Regions from separate parts of the Sus scrofa genome. Here region 2 is linked to region 1. The links are chromatin contacts, called in public HiChIP or PLAC-seq maps. All regions are on one chromosome and are shown on one strand. Each heading gives the region's core, a stretch centred on a gene start, on an enhancer-like site or on the middle of the called end of the contact. The rest is flanking DNA. Distances are from core to core; before and after follow the strand shown.

Region 1 (5,585 bases), core at 1,444-3,943:
AAGTTCCCAGGTCAGTGATGGAACCCATGCCACAGCAGCAACCTGAGCCACAGCAGTGACAATGCTGGATCCCTAATTTGCTGAGCCACCAGGGAACTGCACTAGGACAGTTTCTAAAACATATTAAATGTTCAACTAAAAAACAAGTCCTGTCACCATCCTCCTCCACAGAGTTTAGTTTCAGAGGGCACCAGACCCTAATATTCCTACAGAGAATCAAAACACACACACACACACACACACACACACACACACACACACACACACACACACACACACACACTCTGTCTCTCTCTCTCACACACACACACCCCTCCACTTCTGTCGTTAACATTACTGGAAAGCACGCACGCAGGTGGCCATGGAACAAGAGTCTGAAAATCAAACAAGTCACAGCCGCCCCTTTTTGGCTCCTCTGGGCCAGATGACACGTGTCTTTACGAGTGAAAACACCTCTCCTCTATCCACAGACAAGTTTCCTCAGAGCTGAAGAACATCTTGCCAACAAGACACTTTCACAAGCTCAAAACTTTCCTTCCATCCTCCTCTGAATGATGACTCCTACGTCTCAAGAAAGTTGGTAGATAAGGAGGGAGCCAAGATTGTTCAATGAGCAAAATAATTAAAGAGAAGCAACAAGTTCTGGTCCCAAGATACCTTTCTGAAAACCAGAGACTAAGCTCAAGCCCTGCATAGCAGGAGCAGGACCACCTGGTCCCCAACCGTCCAGGGCGGGCTCTGCTGGCAACACTGCAGTGACTGCTCATATGCCTTTCACGAGTGCTAACAAGCCTTTCACCGGGTGGCTATTCCACAGTAGCCTCGGACTTAAGGGCTTAAAATGGGTTAATAAAAACAATAGCTCACACTTATCACAACATTGCTCTAAGTCTCTACGTGCCACTGCTTCCTCCAATCTTATGAACAGTACCGGGAGGTAACTGCTATTCTCACAGGAAACACTGTGACACTGTGAGGTTCCAGGCGATGGCCACGGGGCTGGGACTCAAAGGCAGGTCTCTCTATACTGTCCAGCAGCCAGGCCATCTGCTGCTACCAGGGTCCCTTCTTATCCTAAGGACCACAGCAGCCACCTTCTTGCCTTCAAGGCTCCAAGAGAAGTGGAACTTAACGCTCCTGCCCAGCTGAGCAAGGCTGGGAGGCTCACGGCACGGGTTCAAGAGAGGTGGTCTGCATTCAAGTGCTGACTCCACCAGGTCCCAGCTGCGTGACCCTGGACAAGCCACTCAGCTCTTTCGAGGCTTGTCTCCGCATCTAGAAAACAAGGGTAACACCCTTCACACTGTTATCTGCTGGATCAGGTGGGGGGTGTCCTCACACAGCACATGGCACGCACCTGGGAGGGAGTCACCGCAGCCTCAAGTTTATAAGCTAAGTGGACAGAGAAGAGGCAGAGAAAAAAGGTAGAAGGACAGAAGCTAAAACTTCCAAATGAAGGCTTCTCTGGCCTTCTGCCAACCTCTAGAAAACAGCACGGCAGCGACTGGGAGCAAAGTGCTCGGGTGCGCAGCGCCTATTTCAACACACCTCTAGGGGCCGCAACCCAAGGAGGGCGCAGAGACAATTCTCTGAATCCGGATGCTCCGTTTCTCAGAAGCGCGTTTTTCTGCCCCATGGAAGATTAAACTGTATCCCATCCAGACACTTTCGTTAAAAGCAGTCATGTGATTCAGGGAGTCACATGAACATAAGACATGTCTCTTTTGCGAGCAGGATCGGGAGAAATTTCAGGACAAGGTGCTGAACAGTCAACTCAAGGGCCGGGACGTTACCACCCTAACCACCTCCAGCTCGGACCTCCTCACCTTCAGAGGAAAGTCACAGAGCCACGCCTTCTTCAATAAGTCTGTGAGCAGGATGCTCGCTCACTCCCGATAAAGGAAATAAAGTAGCATCAATCGTCTCCTGTCCCTTGGTCACACCGGTAACTGCAGGCTGCCGAGGCAGCCGCCTGGGAAGCACATGCACCCTCGGCACAGACGGCAATACTTGATACGAAACGGAGGAGTCTCTGCAACTGGAAAAGCCATTAGCAAGAGAGCACGAGGGGCAGTGAGACCTGCTCCCGGCTCCGTCGCAGCAAGACGCCCTCCTCGTTTTCCAAAGCTAGGAGCGCATTCCCCCACGTGCTCCCACCAGCCCAGGGAGGCGAGATAAACCGTTTACCAGGGACCTTGGCAAAGCAAGCCATGGGAGAGCTTCATGACACAAAGAAAACAGCGCTGCTCTACTTGGCCCATTTTTTAAAACTTCACTCCTAAGTCCCGTGACCAAAACGAATGGGAGGCACCACAGGAGAGCTTAGAAAAGCAGAGCTGACTGTTTTGCTGGGCTCTTGCTTCTAACAAGAAGGTAGAAATCAATTCACTTTCCCCTCTAACCCTTGAATCCCAGGAGAATGCTTGTGTCTGGATGGCCTACAGACGCTCCGCGTTCGGCAGTGCCCCAGACAGGGAATCCATCCATCCGAGTATTGTTCTTACCTCCCACCTCCTCCTACGTCGGGGCGGGGACCGGGCACATGGTTCCGAGGTCACGCTCCTCACTTAAAGGATCGTGGGAATGCTTACAGAAACACTTGTTCCTGCTCTGCCAGCTGGATCGCTGCTTAGCAAGAGGCTGGAAGGCTGGGGAGTGCAGGATCAGACGCAGGAGGAAGGGAGTGGGGGGAGGCAGATGTTACATGTTATCATAAAACTAACAGAAATGGCCAACGCGCCACTTTAACCATGTGCTGCTGAGTGTACTTCAATTAGACACCGGTGAAGTGGAGGGAGAAACGAACCCAAGAGAGCCAGCCGCTCTTCCACCACCTCGAAAGGGTACCGCTGCCCAACAGCTTGGGGAAGGCAGGTTTTAATGAGAAAATTCAATTAGGAAGGAAACTGAAGGAAACCCAGAGCCTGCTGAGTGAAAAGAGGTGGTTTTCCCAAGGTCTCAGCGCTGCGCGGCACACCGAGGTAACTCCGGAAAATGAGCCCGGAGGCTTCCCACGCCCTCTGCGGAATCCGATGCTCAGAGAGGCCCAGGACTCCTCCAAGCTCATACAGAGAACTGGAATCCACACCCAAGGTATCCTACTCGCCTGCTTTCCTATGTGGCCTCACTGGTGAGCCTCGGGACAGGAGCCAGGGCCCTGGGAGGGCCCAGGTTAGGATTTCAGCTCTCAAAACACACTGAGTTGTTAAAACACGCTAGTACACAGACAGGTACCCGACTTCCCACCGGAGACTGACAGGCCCTGAGCAGCCGTCAAGGTCACTGGCAAGGGCTGCCCATGCCTTCTTTTGGTTTCCCTTATAACCAACAGCAGACAGCTGGCCGGGGCTGGGATGTCCTCTGACAGGGGGAAATGGCTTAGCTGATTCTCATAGGAAGATCACATCCAGAGCAAGGGGGCAGGGGGAGGAATCCGTTTCCAATCAGTGATGGAAACCAGGTTTCCTCCTCAGCCAGGAGGCATTCCTGTAGGATGGACGAAGCTGTGAGCTCCCCCCAAGTCCAAGGAGGTATGGATCCTGGTGGCACATCCTAGGTAAGAGAGGCCTGTGGGAAAGAAGTCTTCTGGCTACACATGCCTGGCTCTGCCTGCACCTTGCATACGTCACGATTCTGAGACCACTCGCCATTGGGTGTCCCCAGGGTCAGGTCCACTGACGTGCTGATCTCATTCCTGTTCGATTCTGCCCTGGAGTGTACTTTTGAGGTTTCTGTGGATTTTCTGAGGGAATCAAGGTCCTGACATATAGAACTCCAGCAGTTTCTCCAGCTGCTGGGACATCGTTTGCCCAGGCATAAGAAAGCAGGGCAGGGCCAGGGCATAACCAGGCAGAAGGATGCTACCACACTTTCCATCGGCTGGAGTGAAACACACATGTATTGCTGCCCCACCCAAAAAACTGCTTAGAAAGCACTTTCGAGTATAATCATTCAAAAAATACCTTAGTACAAGATGCGTTTGTAATGAGTATGTGTTAGAAATAGACATTGGGAGAGATGATGTAAAAACAATCTGCTCTCTTATGTAGATAAAACATTCCTCTCGAAATCCAACCCTGGCAGCTCAGTCCAACTTTTCCGCAGTGAAAGGGGACATTTCGGTCTAGCCTAAGGCCAGCTGCTCTGCATGGCAACCACCAGATCCAAAGCAAGGAGCTGCCACATTGCTGGGACATGCGGCAGTACCTCGGGGAACAAGGAAAGGAGGAGAGTCTGCAGACATCTAAGCTGAGGGGGCCTAAGCGGATGACTCAGAACTAGTGTCTGGGTACCTACTGCTGCACCCAAGGGCCACCAATTTACTCCATTCACCCTAAAGACACACCATTCACCTTCAAAACCATGCTTTCAAAGGACAGTTAGTGAAATTAGAAAATACACATAGGAGTTCCCGTCATGGCTCAATGGTTAACGAATCTGACTAGGAACCATGAGGTTGCAGGTTCAATCCCTGGCCTTGCTCAGTGGGTTAAAGATCCGGCGTTGCCATGAGCTGTGGTGTAGGTTGCAGACACGGCTCAGACCCCGAGTTGCTGTGGCTGTGGCTTAGGCCGGCAGCTACAGCTCCAATTGGACCCCTAGCCTGGGAACCTCCACATGCCGTGGGAGCGGCTCAAAAAAAGGCAAAAAGACAAACAAACAAAAAAAAGAAAATACACATAATATACTACTACTCGGGACTGAAAACTCTGAAAGAGTGAACCCCAGTTAGTTTGCCATGCATTTCTTGGCGGTGCAACTTGTGTGTCCAAGCTGGAGCCTGGGGTCTAGGCCTTCCCTGCCTTCAGAGGGAGAGCACACACGGCACACTGGTGGCCTGAGCATACCAGGCACTAATTTGCTTGAGGACTCTCCGTGGAAGCACCGTGGGTGTGGGAGGTGTATTTAGGAGCCCCACATTTTCTGTGGGACTCAGCCTTGTTGCCCAGCCAGCTCGGGGAGAGATGGGTTTCAACGTGGAAAGAGAAGGCCCTGTGGGACTGGGGTATAGCACATCCACTGAACGTCATCCCTCGAGCACCGACATGTATATACAGAACGAGCCACCACTGGAGGGTGATGATGGGCGTGCCCAACCCTCTGGTTTAACAGGCACCCAGCATGGCATCACCTACTGAGAAGTCCCCCGATACAGAGAGGACCACATCAGACCCTCCCCAGGCTCCAAAGAGGTGGAGGCAATGGTGATGCCAAGTGAGGGGTGGCTTGAAGGGGAGCAGGGGCAGAGCAGAAGGTACAGACAGCAGCAGCCCGAGGGGCACCAAGCACACGAGGTACCCACAGGGGCCCTGCAGTCATCACACTGGGTGTCTCTTTAAACTGATAATTTTCACACACAAAAAAAAAACCACAAAAAAACAAAAGCCAGTGACCACTCTTGTCATTGAGACCCTGGTACAGTGTGTAGGAGAATCCTGTTCTCAGAGTGGAGAGGCCCACATTGCTCATTAAAATGAAATCGGACGGTCTGATTCAAACTCATTTAAACTAGGAAACGGTGGAGTGGGTGGGTATAGATGAAACAGGACTGGCCATGGCGACAGGTAAACGGGACTCATTATATT
Region 2 (5,585 bases), core at 1,024-3,523, 42 kb after region 1:
TAGCTGCAGCTACACTCCATAGACACAAACTCAAGCCAGAAAAAAAAAAAAAAAAAAAAAAAAAAAAAAACAACACATCAAGAAATGTTTGCCTTTTTCCTCCACCCTTTCCATAGTACTTTCAGACTGTCCAAATCAGACCAAAATACAGGACTCTTGAGAAGCCTCATGTATCATATCCCTCCTGGGCATAAACAGGCATTTTCTCATCCCATTTGGAGACTCAAGCACTCAGAGACGTGGCAAGAGGCTCCTCCCCCACCACCAGCCCTCCTATGATGCCAGAAATGCCGCCTCCAGCAGCCCCACCTGGCCACCCAACCATCCTCTCCTGCTTTTGCCCCGACAGCAAATCTATACTCTGCTTTTCAAGTCCTCACCCAAAACTGTCCTGGAGAAGTCCTTCCCCATCCAGGCCTGGGGCTGGGCCACTTCTCATGTGGCCAATTCTCTGCTGATGCTATCAGAGAAGCCCAATTACAGCGGGCACGTTTTAAATCAACGTACAGGAAAGCATTAAGAAAAAACTCAGGCACTCTGAATTAGTCACCCTAGTTCAGCAGCAACAGCCCTTCCTTAAACAAGGAACTGAGAGCCTCAAAACCCTTTGGGGCCCAAAGTCCACATGTAAACATCTGCCTGCACCCGGCAGGAGCAGGTGGCTGGCCTGAGTCTCAGTCCACTCTCCAAAGGCTCCTTGGCCACGTGAGGGAGAAGCCCTCTGGCCCTTCCAACCTGGGCGCTGGGCCTGCCCTGCAGAAGGTTCCAAAGCGAAGGGAGGGTAGAGGGCTCACGTGTCAGGGTCTAGGTGAAACCTCTGGCCAGTCGGAGCGCCCCCAGAGCACCTGCCCTCATTACCAAAACAAACAGCACAGGCCGAGCGAACTCTCTCCCTCGGAGTCTGGCTCACCTGATCCGTGGCACCTCCATAATCAGCAGTTCCAACCCTCACGAGCTGACAGTTGAGGGGGAAAGGGAGGCTGCGCCTGCTAGGGTGCATCGTGTCCGGGCCGTCTGGTGGCCTCAGAGCCCGGGGGCCCCCAAGGGCGGCAGCCTCACAAGGGCGATTGTGCGTTCATCCCTGTGCCGCCGGCTCCCCCACCCACATCCCTTCGCACCCGCTCACGCCCCATCGCCCTGGACCCTGGTCGTCCGGCCGGACGCTCCGCCAGTACCGCACCCCGCGGCACCGAGGCGGCGGCCAGGGGAAGGGCCCGAAGAGCGCCCCGCTGCCTTCCGGGCACACGGATGCCCGCCCTGCCCTCGCTCGCTCCCAGGAGGCCTCCCAGAAAAGGGGCACCCCTCCAACCTGATACGGCACAGCCCCGGGACCCCCATCCCCACCCGAGCTGGAGAGCCGCTCTCGCTTCCCAGTGGTAGCAAAGAAGGTTCGCCCCAGGTAGAGGCGAGGGGACCACCTGGGTAGGGAGCAGGGCCCAGGAGGGAGGGTAAAGCCCAGGAGAGAGCGGGGCTGACGCAAGCTACGCCAAGAGTGGTGAGAAGTCCGGAGAAGAGAATCGGGGCGGGGGACGGGGGACGGTGTGACGTCCAGGCCGGGGCCAGGGGTGGAAAAGAGGGGTCCAGACTTAAACCACGGCGGGAAGAGAAGATTTAGGCTGAAGTCATGCAGGAGAGAGGAACCAATGTGGGCTGAGGCCACTGGAGGACGGGTTAACGGGGGTCTGGACTGAGGTCACCGAGAAGAGGGGAGGTAGGGGACAGAGGCCTAGCCAGGGCTATGGGAGGAAATAAAGACGGCCTAGCTTGGGCCGTAGGGACGGGGGATGGGGACCTGGCCTGGGCCAAGAGGAGAAAGAAGGACCACGCCTGGGTCCTTGTAGGGGGTGCCTGGCCTGGACCACGGGTCCAGGAGGGTCTACCCTGGGCCATGGGGGAGATTAGCCTACACCCAGCGGTGGAGTATGAGACGCTAGCTTGAGCCAACAGCGGGGGCTAGGAGCAAGAGGCAGAGTCGCTGCACACCTAAGCCGCCCAGGCCGGTGGCCCCTTCTGGAGCGGATGAGGATGGTGTCTACCTGGGCTCCGGGACCTCGCCCCTCCCCCACCCGGTGAACCCACCCTTCCCGGGCCGGGGGTGGGCGGGAGGAGGGGGACGCGAGCTCCAGTGGGGCTCCCAGGCCTGGGGGAAGGGGAGCGTCGGGCCTTTACCATGGTGGCGGCGGCGGCGGCGGTCCCGTCCCGGCGTCTGTGGCTCTCCCCCCCGCAGCAGGGCCCGGCGCTTCCACTTCCCCGGGTGCCCAGGAGTGAACATCCGGGTCAGCGCCCCCCTCCCCCCGCGCCGGGCCGCCGCCACCTTCCTTCCCCGCCCCGGCCCAGCCTGGGCCCGCCCCCCACGCAGCCGGCTCTCGGCCAATGAGCGCGCAGGGCCGCGGCGATCGCCAAGTATGGAGCTCGGCGAGGGGGAGGAGCAGAGAACGGGGAAGTGAGGGGCGGGGCTTGCGAGCGGGGCGGGGCGCAGCGGTCGGCGGGACGGGTGGGCGGGTCCGGGGGTCCTGGGGAGGGTACTCACTGCAGCTCCGGCCCCGAGCGGCCTTCTGCGTGTAGCCAGATCCAACCCGGGTCCTGTGGGTGCAGCTGCGGGTGGTGGCAGAGGGACGGTGCCCGCAGGCCTCCGGGCGAGGATGCGGAAGGCACTGGGGCTGGGAGGGGTCAGTCCCTCCCCGCCCCACCCAGTGCACGCGCTTGCTCCTGCGGCGGACCCGGAACTGGTGCGGCCCGCGGAGCCAGCCCTTCCCTGAGAGAGCGTAGTGAGCGAACCTCAGATGGAATCCCAGCACTGCCGCTTGTTCCGTGTGGGACCTGGAGCAAGTCACTGCACTTGAGCCGGATCTCTAAAAAATCAGCCTCAGGTCACACCAGTCACTGAGCACCGGCCGTACGTATACAGGCCGGTATACCAGGTGACATGTAAAGATGCTCTCACAACTACCTGCTGCAGGAATGATATTAGGACGACACAGTAGAAATTAGAAAACCCGGCCCAATAAATGTTACATGTTGAGGGTATTTTTAGATGTGCTGCAGAGAACCCACCCATTTGCCCAGTAGGGCTACCTCATTCCACGGTGACTCAGAAATTCTTTTTTTTCTCTCTCTCTCCTTCTTCATTCAACAAATATTTATTAGGCCTGGTCTAGAAGGCAGGAGACCTGGGACGCTAGCCCTGCTAATAATAACTGCCTTCCCTAGCTTGCTCTCTCTTTTGTGAGATTTAAATCAGGCCCCTATGAGAGGACTAAGTGTAAAGTGTTGCACGAAGGACAGAAATGAGGACCACAAACCAGGCTGTGACCCAGACCCCCATCCTCAGGTAACTCATAGTGGAGGAACAGCTGCCACTGGCATAAAAGTAGTTCAGCTAAGTCCCACAAGAGTGATACAGACCTGTATTACAGGAATTCAGAGAAAGGGCGTGGCACTTTGGAATTTTCACTTGGTGTAAGTATTTATTGAGCATCTACCCTGTAAGGAGCACTGCTCTGGGCTCTAAGTTTAGAGCAATGAACAGGACAGTCCATGTTGTTGCAGAGCTTGGACCAGGGGAAGGGGAGACAATCAGCTACTAAATAGATACAGTGTCAGGTGGTGATTAGAGATGTGGAGGAAAATCAGAGGGAGGCAGGCAGATGAACAAAGTGGGGCCAGAGGAGGCCTGATTTAGAAAGTAACACTTGATCAGAGGGAGGCACAAGGAACAGCAAGGGAAAAGAGCTCATGGGGACAGGCCCTGGGGTGTTCATGGCCCAAGGAGGCTGAGGTGGCTAGCCCAGAGCCAAGGCAGCTGAGGTCAGAGAGGTGCAGCGCAGGGACCAGATCTGGCCTGGCCTTTGCAAGGATCCGGAGGCTGCTGTGTTCTGAATGGACTGTAGGGGGACTAGGGCTATTAGAAAGCCATTTCTGTATCGAAGGCATTTTTTATTTATTTAAAAACACTTCTGTGGAACTTCCTATGTGATGCTGTTAAGCACTTTGCAAATAATAACTCATTTAATCTTCATAACAAAGGCCTGAGGAGGTAAATGCAAGGGAGATGCAAATGCTTCGTGGGCATGAGAAGAGGAAAGGAGTCAGGATGATGCTAAGATTTTTAGCTTGATTAACACCAGAAGGATTTGCCATTTATTCATCTGTGGAAGGCTGTGGGAGGAACAGGGGTTTGGGGGGGGTTGGGGGGTGCTGTTAAGAGTCAGTTTGGGGCTAGTGATGTTTGAGATGCCTTTTGGAGGTTTAAATAGAGATGTCAAATAATCAGATAGGAAAGTTCGAAGTTGGTGATACGTTTTTGAGAACTGTTAGCTGATGATAGTTTGAGGTGCTTAAAAGCATCAGACACCTAGATGAGCTCACTTAGGAGGCTAGTGGAGAGAGAAGTGGTCAAGAAGAGAAAGAGGAACCAGCAAGGAGCCTGAGAAAGAGGGACCTGGGAGGCGGGAAGAAGACTACGAGAAGGTGGTGTCCCTCCTGGAAGCTAAGGAATAAAGGCATGAAGGAAAGTTTTGCGAAAGAAGCGACATTTGCAGTGTTTACTTGATGGAAATAAGATCAAAGGAAGCCATGCCATTCAAAACGCATTACCAGAGTTCCCATCATGGCTCAGCGGAAACGAATCCAACCAATATCCATGAGGACACAGGTTCGATCCTTGGCCCTGCTCAGTGGGTTAAGGATCCTGCGTTGCCGCAAGCTGTGGTGTAGGTCACAGAGGCAGCTCAGGTATGGCACCGCCAGCGGCTACAGCTCTGATTCCACCCCTAGCCTGGGAACCTCCATATGCCACAGGTGAAGCCCTAAAAAGCAGGAAAAAAAAAAAAAAGATTAGTATCCAAAATGCATTACCGGTATTATTTCATCCTCATTAAAGCGTTATGAGGACAGTGCTATCCCATTTTACAAGTGAGGGAACAGAGGCACAGAGAGGTTAAGTCACTTACCAGAAATCACATTGCTAATGATTGCAAAGCCAGACATTCTGGAACCAGAGCTTACACTCATACCCCAGGTCTGATCATGTTGCCCCCTGCTCAAAAATCTTTGACAGTTAAGTTACCTCATAAGAAGAGCGCTCAGGATCCAACCCAGAACTCAGGAACAGGCTACTTAATCTTTCCCATGGGGCCCCATTTCTGCTGCTTTGACTCATCTGCTGCGTTCTTTTTTTTCCATACATACCCCTGGCAAGCAGAAGTTCCCGGGCCAGGGATCGAACCTGTGCCACACCAGTGACAACATCGTATCCTTAACCCACTCCACCACCAGGGAACTCCTCGTCTACTACATTCTTGACTGTCTGGCATCCTTGGCTTGTTTATAGCCCTATGCCCTCAACATTTCAGCCTGCATGGGGTTCATCCTGGTGAGCTTTGTCCCTCCTTTATTCTCTGCATCAGCTTATTCTATGAACTGGAAGATTTCTTTTTTGTGTTCCACAGTTCAGATCCCAAGATAGAGCTACAACACTTAGCTCGTTTCATCTTTTAATGATTACTGTCCACTAGACATGTCACTGGCCAGCCCACACACTGGCTGCCCACAGGTCAGATCCCACCCTTTAATGAGTCACTGTT

Evidence for each region. HiChIP or PLAC-seq counts read pairs in DNA pulled down with a chosen protein or histone mark.
Region 2: an H3K27ac HiChIP or PLAC-seq map of skeletal muscle shows a contact between it and region 1. The contact joins the promoter of CAPZB here to the enhancer-like site in region 1. A contact is called at or near these places in 1 of 5 promoter capture datasets (liver), 10 of 47 Hi-C or Micro-C datasets (alveolar macrophages, blood, heart right ventricle and 4 more) and 2 of 2 datasets of contacts at active chromatin or transcription factors (alveolar macrophages and skeletal muscle).

The regions. Positions count from the first base shown.
Region 1 is chr6:77,867,973-77,873,557 of Sscrofa11.1, forward strand. The region is part of intron 1 of CAPZB (capping actin protein of muscle Z-line beta subunit); the gene reads right to left. Among named protein-coding and RNA genes, the nearest start is that of CAPZB, 42 kb to the right of the region's middle. Within about 2 kb of position 2,694, at least 20 of the 83 cell types and tissues checked have an H3K27ac peak or open chromatin away from gene starts, as enhancers often do. A contact at or near this core is called in skeletal muscle, where this site is marked.
Region 2 is chr6:77,910,344-77,915,928 of Sscrofa11.1, forward strand. It overlaps CAPZB (capping actin protein of muscle Z-line beta subunit), which reads right to left and starts at 2,274. Exons shown (of 9, transcript NM_001113444.1): 1 at 2,170-2,274. The coding sequence starts at 2,172.